Regions from separate parts of the Mus musculus genome. Here region 2 is linked to region 1. Evidence: chromatin contacts called from public Hi-C data. All regions are on one chromosome and are shown on one strand. The core of a region is the stretch at or near the end of the contact, and the rest is flanking DNA. Distances in the headings are between cores, read along the strand shown. Region 1 has its middle 210 kb from the start of Kcnj3. Region 2 has its middle 260 kb from the start of Kcnj3.

Region 1 (4,876 bases), core at 1,372-3,871:
CACAGAAAATAGCTATTTACGTGTCTGTGTGCATGTGTTTGCATGTATGTGTTGTGCTGGTGTTGATTTAAATCAGAAAGATGGGGTAGAGACTTTATACTCTGCAGAAAATACAATGATATATATTTTTGAAAATCACTATTTTCACATTGAAAACAAATGTCAAAGATTAAAAAAAAGATGGAGGCAAAAATATCATGCACATAGAATTCTTTAGAAATGATGTTCCTCTGACAATTGCTAGGCTGATGTGTGACATCATTTTATAACTGAAAGGAAATAAAAGATGAAAAAAATGAACAAACACATGCTCAGCTTAAAATTTACATTCATTAAAATACTACTTAAAATGAATGATAAATTTGTCTTTAATAGTAGCATAAAAATAAAGTTCTCCAAGAGGAGCTTTAAAGATGTTTTGGAAGACAAAATAAAACATTCTCGGGAAAAACAAGCTGATGAACAGAACACTACAATGTACAAGTATGATGATAAGCAAAGTAGTTTTAAATTCATTTTACACACACACATTAGTCTGATATATTGTTTGTTTAAATAAATAACAACATAGGTTATATATGTGAAAACATGTATAAATAAAACATGAAACAAACAAAAGTGAGACAATGCAAGGTGGTCATATATCAGCATTTCACACATTTCTTAAAAATTTTATATAGATTTGTTTTTGATTATGTAATTATTAAAAGTATTAATTTCTCTACAAATACAAAGGATAAGGTTCAGAGATCATATAGCAATGAAGACAAATAAAAATTTAATTATGGTAGGCTATGATTCTGTCTAAACTCATTATTCACATCAAATGTAAGTAGACAGATATTTTTAAAATAATTTTCATAGTGGATATTATTTAGAAGCAAGAAACTACTATGCATATTTTGGATAGATATAGTTGACACGCAAAGTTAATACTGATACCAGTTAAGTTAAAATAATGAAAAGTGTCTAAAACCCTATTATCAAGAAGAATGCCAAATTTTTCTGTTAATATATCCAACTAATTGAGAAAATATAAAAAGATATACACATTTAAAATCCAATACTAAAGCCATCCAAATCATGAAGGTAAATCTATTATAACAGAAATGAAATATATAGAAATCCACATTAATTACAGAGAATAGCTACAGTTTCAGGTAGAAAAATAGATGCAAATCTATGAATAAGTGATTTGAACAATATCCACTAATTTATCTTCTAGTTAATATATTAATTAACATTAACAGATTATTTTTACACCTTCAAAATTAAAGATTAAGGATTTCTTGGTGCATGAGTATCCAAAAGTCACATAAGAAAGAACAATGTCTATAGTTAAGGAAACAATGGGAATAACCAATACTGTTTTATTTTCACTGCATCAGCTGCTCTTCAACTTTCCAGGATTCATGAGATCAATGCCCTAACAAACATCTACCATTAGGCTGACCTTTCCACAGCTGCAGAATCCTTCTGACTCTAGAAATTCATAGTAAATGCTATGAACTACAAGCCCACTAACAACAAATCTGTATGTGTTATGCCAATAGGGATTTTGTATCAGGGCTCCCAGTCACTGCCACTGAGATCTCCAATAGTACTTCAATAGAAAACTGCAATGTGGGTCTAAAGCTCTAAACCATACTTGAGAACTTTAAAAAACAATTGAAAGCCAAGTGGAAGTACAGTGACTACAACAGGACAGGACTTGCTTGGGCAAAACATTACATAAACATGGAGTTGAATATTCACAAGAAAAGGACAGGATGGATAAAAGTCACCAGAGAGAACTGAGCAGGACACAGCAACTAGACTGGCCACAAAGATAAAACCTGAGCTACACCACTGTTCTCTATCCAGAGCAATGACTTAATTTTTAATTTATTCTTTAAGAATTTCATAGCTGCTATGAACATAGTGGAGCATGTGTTCTTATTACCAGTTGGAACATCTTCTGGATACATGCCCAGGAGAGGTATTGCTGGATCCTCTGGTAGTACTATGTCCAATTTTCTGAGGAACTGCTAGACTGATTTCCAGAGTGGTTGTACAAACTTGTAACCCCACCAACAATGGAGGAGTGTTCCTCTTTCTCTACATCCTCACCAGCATCTGCATAAAAAATTGGAAAAAGAAAAAAAAAGAATTTCATAGCTGTATATAATGTATTTGATTGTATTCATCTCGTGCCCAACTCTTCCCAATTTCATGCCTTAGTTTCTTAATGACCAAAGAAAAGAGTTCTTGCTGATATTTCATTTTATAGGTAACAATAATTGTTAAAAATTTATTACCAAATATATACAATAATATCACGACCTCCTTCCTTCCTTCCTTCCTTCCTTCCTTCCTTCCTTCCTTCCTTCCTTCCTTCCTTCCTCTCTTTCTCTCTCTGTCTCTCTCTCTTTCTTTTTTCTTCTTTTCTCTTTTTTTTTACAGCATGCCAAGGGAAAGATGAGTGATGAGCAGAACTGATTATTCTTTTGTGACTATTTAAAGTACCGAAGTGAGAAATCTGCTGCTTGAAATAGAAAACAAACAAACGTAATCAATGTTCCCCTAGCAACAAACGCTCGAGCCATTGTGTTCTCCAGTAAGCTGTGACAGTGTGGAAGTGGGATTCTGGGGTGTGTGCATTGACACGAAGTGGAAGCTATCGTTGTCATTTAGAAATGACCTTCTGTGGGCTGGTCTTCTCTCAGTTTTTCATCTCTGTCTGAACCTGATCCATAATCCCGATGCCCCTGTGTTTGACTGTCTGTAGCTCTATTCTTTAACTCTGTTAATTCTCTTCAATAGCAGCCTGTCTCATTTGCCATGGATTTCAGATTTTGTTAGGAACAGAGAGAAGCCAGGAATTAGAATAAATAAATCAATCTTAGCTAGACCAGCTGTTACTTCTGAGATCATTGGCAAACAAATTAGTAGACTGGAGCTTTAATAAGACTATGCTATTTAAAAAAATGTTAATTCATATAAAATACAACTGAGATAACATAATGTTTTGATACATGGATACATTATGTGAACTTCAATTTATACACAGAAATCTCCTAAAATACCTACCATCTCCATATGGCAAAATAATTTCTTCTAGCTTTTGAAATGTATGGCGTATCATTGTTATCTATAGTCACCAGCCATCAGCTGCAAACCAGAACTTATTCCTTCCTAACTGTAACTTAACACCTCTTGATCACTTTTCCATCATCCATCATCCATTCTTTCTACTCCCCAGCCACCAGTAGCCATTACTTCATTCTCAGTGTTTATAAGTTCAATGATTATATATATATATATATATATATATATATGTGTGTGTGTGTGTGTGTGTGTGTGTGTGTGTGTGTGTGTGTGTGTGTGTACATTTATATATTTGTTCTTGATTGTGGCAGAGGTATGATAAGTCAGTTTGATCTAATTTATGTGTATTATATGAGGTATCAAATAATTCCCATTATTGTTTCATTTATTCATTTACTAAATAACAAATTGAAATACCTATTGTTATATTCATTTCAGAACTGAAGAGGATATTAATAGTAAACCTACGATGAACGTAAGAAAAGTGACGTTAATGAGAATACATGAAACCTCAGTTTTTACAGTCGCCTCTATGCAATCATAAATGTCTTATTGACTAATGTACTAAAATCTATAATTTTTATGGATTCTAAAACATTTTAAATGAATGTTATTGAGATATACTTTATGAACATTAGTGTAAACAAAGCTGACTGGTATAAGAAATTTATTTATTTATTTATTTATTTATTTTCCAAGTCTCATGAAAAATGCTGGAAAATGTGATTTTGAGAATAAACTCAATATAATACCCACAGGCTGGAAAGATGCCAGTAGAGTAGAAAGGGATTCAGATAGCTATAGAGCATATTCTGTTGACTTGAGCATGAAACCCATGGTCACTTCGAATTCTGCAACCCTAGAAAAATGAAAATGAACTGCTACCCCTGGAGGGTGAATGTCCCTAGGAGAACCATAAAGATTTTATTATCAGAAATAGTGAAGGTCAAACAAAGGACATGGCCTTGTGTCAGAGCTTCATTATTTTTTCTATCATTTTCAGCATCAACCTACAATTCCCCAAATGAGGGGCATTTGTATAAGTGCCAAGGACACTTACAGAGCTGGCATGTGGGCAAAAGAACCATAATAGCACAGGAAAACTTCTGGGAGACATTGTTCTGCGTACAGGGGTGGGGTTTTTCTTTCGCAACTCGATCTCTCTTCATACACAACCAACACTGCTCTCATAGTCAATTCTTCTCCACTTTGATGACTTGGATTCTACAATATTTCTAGTGAATACTGGAAGAGTTCATCTTTGGAATCCATTCTCAATTTGTGTTGTCTATCTTCAGTTTGTTTTTTGGAGTATTTTTGTGGGACTTACTTGACTTGTTACTTCTGTCTCTTCATTTCTCATAATTCAGCCTGTAAATTCTACCACTGGTCTTGTCCTGTGTTCATAGTGCTTTTATCTTCATGATTCAGAACCTGTTACACCCAGGAAAACGATATTAAAAACAAAACAAAACAAAACAAAACAAAACAAAACAAAACCCAACACCAGCAACAAAAGGTTTGCAAACACTCATGTGGAGAGTATTAACACTAGTCAGGGTTCACTTGTGAGAAAATACCTACAAAATTAACTGCAGAGAACATGCCACATTTTTCTTTGCTCATTTGTTTTCTTTTCTCTAGGTCCATAGTGAGGTAGTAGGTCACGGTAAGGAAAACTTGATAGAACAAAAATGCTTCATCCTCTGAGTGTGGCCTTGTTGGAGAAAGTGTTTCACTAAGCCTAGGCTTTGAGGTATTAAATGGTCAAGACAGTGATGAAGGATCA
Region 2 (4,876 bases), core at 1,644-4,143, 470 kb after region 1:
TTGGCCACACATTTCATGAAATCATTGTTTTAATAGCTGAGTAGTACTCCATTTTGTAAATGTACCACATTTTCTGTATACACTCTTCAGTTGAGGGACATCTGGACTGTTTCCAGCTTCTGGCTATTTTAAATACGATTGCAACGAAGAAGGTGGATCATGTGTCTTTGTTATATGTTACAACATCTTTAGGGTATGTGCCCAGGATAATTTTTCTTTGACTTGAATAAAAAAGGACAAATTTCACATATCTGCATGAATAGGGCTGGAATTCTGAAACCACATCCTTTTCTCCATTCTGAGAGCGTGTCTGACTTGAATGTGTGCAAATCTTGTGTGGGAAGTCACAGTCTCCAAGTTCAGAGAGTGAAGGAATTGATACCTGCTAGGAAGTGAAAATCAGTTTTGTCCAGTGAAGTGGCATTGGTTATGCAAACTATACTGCACGGCAGTAGTGATTGGCCAATATAAATTGTACTCCATAATTTTTGGTGGCTTTGTTGTTTTTGTTTTATGTGTGCTTTTCTTTTTCTTTTAATAAGAAAGAATGAATAACATGTTGAATAGGTAATATTGGGGTTATCTGGGAGTAGTTGGAGGAAGGGCAATAATATGATCAAAGTATAGTGTAAAAAATTATCAAAAATATAAATGAAAAATATTTTTAAATATCTAATCTTATAAGCCATAATAAAGACAGTAAGAATTTAGTGATTCCAATAATGATCAGACAGTCCTTGGTTCTTATTATTATTTAACACTTCTACATGTAGTAAAACTGAAGGCATGAAGACATTCATAATTAATTGAGCCAATTACCCAAAAGCTGAGGTTGCAACTTCTTCAAATCTGCTTATCATTACAAACCTCAGTATGTTAAGGAATAGTAGAGAGACATAAAAATCAATGGCAGGAATAGGATATATTTAGGTAACATTTGTAACTATAGCATAGCAGGGCAAGGACTTTATAATCATGGTATATAGTCTTAAGAATAAAAATAGGAAACACAGAAGATTCTAATTATCTAGTATAGGAAAACCCTGGTCCTATGGTTGAAGTTTGACATTACCTGAAAGCTCTTAGAGCATGGTGAAAAATGGCAGACTCACTCTGTCAGCAAGGCTTACTGTTTTCTAGCTGAGGGATCCAGACTCCATTCTGCCTCCTGTGGAATATTGTGCAGCCCTTAAGAAATTCCAGGTCTAACTCCTTTTCTCTGTAAAAGAAACCTGAGATTCCTGGAATACTACCCCATGCTAAGGAGACATCTCAGTGTCTTAGCCTTCAGCAAGTGACCTTTTCTCACCCTGGATATCCCTACCTTCTTTTCCCAAACTGTAAAACCTTGACTCACCCTGAATAAAGTGGGTCTATCTCTCTGATGCTTATGCAGGAATGTTGTCATGTCAGTCCTTACTAATGGGGCTTCCATAATCTGATCTGTCCTGCTGCTCCATTTGCCACAGGGGACCAATATGGACTGACGATCCCCAGGGCACAGAGGGAAATATATAGTGTTTTACCATAATTCCTAATGAGAAGGCTTTCAAAAGAGATGGCGGTTAGCTACAAAATTTTACCATAGGAAAGAAATGCAGTAAAAATAGTTCTTAGATTAGCAAATTCTCAACAGGCAGAGCTACATCAAAGCATGTGTGTTTAAAACGTGGCTCTGCATGCTGTCCGTTTTTCTCTTTTTAATAGAGATAACAGTAATACTAGTATTACCTTCAACGATCACTGCATGTTTGCACTAGTATCTTCAAAGTGTTAATATAACTTGGTCTTATTGACACACATTGATTTACTGCTCATAATAAGTGAATAAACATTAAGTTCTTACTAAAGAAGAAACTAAGGACATGTGTAAAACTTTAGTAACTACTCTAGAGACCACACCCTTTTAATGTAGCAATTGGCTTTAAAATATATTCAGAACCACTAAAATAATTTTACAGGTAGTATAAAAGGGTGAAGTTCTTTTTAATCAACTAGGAGGGTTATTTTTTCAATTCTATTGTATGTGAGGGTCAGAATTAGAGTAGACTTTTAAATTTTCCTTTCGTTTTTATGTCTAATGGTGTGTGAATGTTTGTGTGTGTGTGTGTGTGTGTCTGTGTGTGTGTGTGTGTGTGTGTGTGTGTGTGTGTGTGAGCTCATGTGTGTCATTAGGGTACAACTTTCCAGATTGTGTTTTCTGCTTCAATTATGTGAGTCTTCAACTGACTTGGATAATCATGCTTGGCAGAAAACACCTTTACCTGGTCACACACATGCACGCGCACGCACACACACACACACACACACACACACACACACACACACACAGATCAAGGATTCTTAAACTTGGAAAAATTGAAAAACTGAGAAATACATTCTTCCTCATTTATCCTTGAACCATCCTTTATTTGATCTTTTAATTTTAAGAATTTTATTTTTAATTTAACACATTTATCTCAACATCTGGTACTTAAAATGTTTTTTTTTTTCTAAACTTTTCTCTAAAGATTGTTTAGTAGTAGTTAATGACTTCCTGCCTCTGAGCTTGTTTGTGTTTCTGTCATTCTTAGATAATGTCAAAAGTTAAGTCATTGTTCTGTATCCTGTTCAAAACCTCTCATGTAATAGAACTGAGAGATACAGACTTTTTAGGGTTTTTTTTCCTATTAAAACATTATTTGCTTTCATGCTCATTAGTTTCTGCACCATATTGCAAATTTCTGAAGCAAATTTTCTCATAATATTCTCTATTTTCTTTTATGGTTTCACATTATGATCTGCATCATTTAAACTGAGCATAAATAAAGCAACTGTTCTGAACAGAGCAGACAAAGGAAGCAGTTGCTTAGCAACAGAAATCACAGAACAGATCCTGAACTCCTACTCAGATGGAAGCTTCCTACCCCCGCTCAGTGGTGAAAACATTTTGAGTATCCATCTTCTCTGAGCATGCCCCTCATACTGGGAGAAAAGCCAGATTTAGATCCTGATATTAAGAGGAGTTAGAAATTAATAAGCTTCAGGAGGGTCTACATCACATCTTTATGAGTCATAAATTACTGCATTGATGATGAACAACTTATGTGCCTGACATGGTTATGCTTTTGTCTTAGAGCTGAGTAACTATGTACCTGAGACTAATTCTGAGTGCACTCGGTGTAGCCATATGGGTTGGGGTGCAGATTAAAATGCATCAGAAGCTGTGAACAAATCCAAAGCAAGCAGTGGGACATCCTAGAGACCACAGCAGCTTGATTCTCCATACTGGGAATTATGTTGCTATAGTGGTAGGGACAGTATGAAGGTTTTTGAATCAATGCAAATCACAACTAATATAGATTTTAAACTCAAAGGTATAGATATAACTATAAATAATGCCAGATAGACTTTCTTCTTATGTCTTGTGGGCATTATATCGAATTTCTTTCAAGGTACATCATTAAAAAACACATATATCTTAAATAACTATTTTGAAATTTTAATCTATCTTTTAAGTATGTACATAATTGAGGTTATCATACTTTCTTATTCTCATAAGATTTTTTAAACTCATTTTTTGCAAGACTTCCTGCATTTCAAGTATTTACTTAATAGTATTTGGTTATTTCTACTTAACAGGTCAAGCCTTACTATTATTGCAAATCAATGGGAAAACTCATGCATATATTCTGAGAAGACAGGATAGATCAGTTATAAGATCATTCTAAGTAAGGACACTAAATATAACTCAAGCCAAGTGCCACCATTATTGGAATCTCATAGAAATCAAATCATCACAGAAGCAGCATAAGTTAGTGTATGTGGAGAACATGAAAAACCACAATGAAAGGAGAAATGAATTAAGCATGTTCATGGAGTTGAAAAAAGGGTCAGAGGAGGTATGAAAGTACTGCTGAAAAAAGCACCATAAATCAACCTAGGTACCTACATGATTGTGTTTGGTGAGAATTGTCTGTACAGATCAGAAGAAGTTAATGAATTTATAGCTGAAATAAATTCTGGATCTGAGAGGCATTGCTTTCTAGGCATTGGTATTAAGTTAATTAAATGGATAACTAACTAATCTCAGTCATTGTCCATGAGGGTAATTGTTTTAGTGGAGGTGAACTCGTAAATGGCTCTAATAAAGTATGAAAAGTACAAGAATAGAGATGTTCACAAGATATATCACACAGGAAATGGAAGTGAAAGCTAATTAATTAGAAGAGAGTTTTGATATGGGTATGCTTGGCTACCATGTGACATTTCTGTTGCATGGACTTAGAAACCGATTTTGATAAGGAGCACTCACTCCTCTTTGGAGATTGCATGGTAACCAAATCCAGAATTAAAGCCTGACACCTCTGTTTACATCCAATATCTGTAATTTGGGGGTTTTTTAGAGTCAGAGTTCTACATTGCAAACAGATATGTTAATCATCCAAACAGTGTCTGCCTAATTAATCTCATCACCTATCAAGGTAAATTTAACCAACACTGCATAAAATATTCTTACAGACATCATTTGTATATGCTTCAATTCTTTCCCTATTTAAAGTAAAGCTCATGTTCGTAACACAACAATTAGGTTGAATGGTTGAATGGTTGAATTTATTTCCCTAATATGATATGTCTTTTGATTAAATTATTTCCTGTCTTGCCACCACTTCAGTGTGTGTGTGTGTGTGTGTGTGTGTGTGTGTGTGTGTGTGTGTTTGTTTGATTCTTACTTGGAGGATCCCCTCAGAGTTGGATGACTCTGGCTACACCAGCTCTTTAGAAAATTTCAGATTAGGATGCTGATGAGGGACTTGCAGATGCTTTACTAGAAATTCAATGTCCACCTCATAGCAGGCTCTTCTCAATGAAAACTTCGTACACCCCTCAGTGTTCT

The links. Hi-C and Micro-C count contacts between places; a contact is called where the count stands out from the background.
Region 2: a contact with region 1 is called in a Hi-C map of cortical neurons, with 4 times the contacts expected there. The contact joins two enhancer-like sites. A contact is called at or near these places in 1 of 484 Hi-C or Micro-C datasets (cortical neurons) and 1 of 9 other capture datasets (embryonic stem cells).

What each region holds. Positions count from the first base shown.
Region 1 is chr2:55,225,745-55,230,620 of GRCm38.p6, forward strand. No RefSeq gene overlaps it. Among named protein-coding and RNA genes, the nearest start is that of Kcnj3, 210 kb to the right of the region's middle. Within about 2 kb of position 2,622, at least 16 of the 459 cell types and tissues checked have an H3K27ac peak or open chromatin away from gene starts, as enhancers often do. A contact at or near this core is called in cortical neurons, where this site is marked.
Region 2 is chr2:55,690,503-55,695,378 of GRCm38.p6, forward strand. No RefSeq gene overlaps it. Among named protein-coding and RNA genes, the nearest start is that of Kcnj3, 260 kb to the left of the region's middle. Within about 2 kb of position 2,894, at least 39 of the 459 cell types and tissues checked have an H3K27ac peak or open chromatin away from gene starts, as enhancers often do. A contact at or near this core is called in cortical neurons, where this site is marked.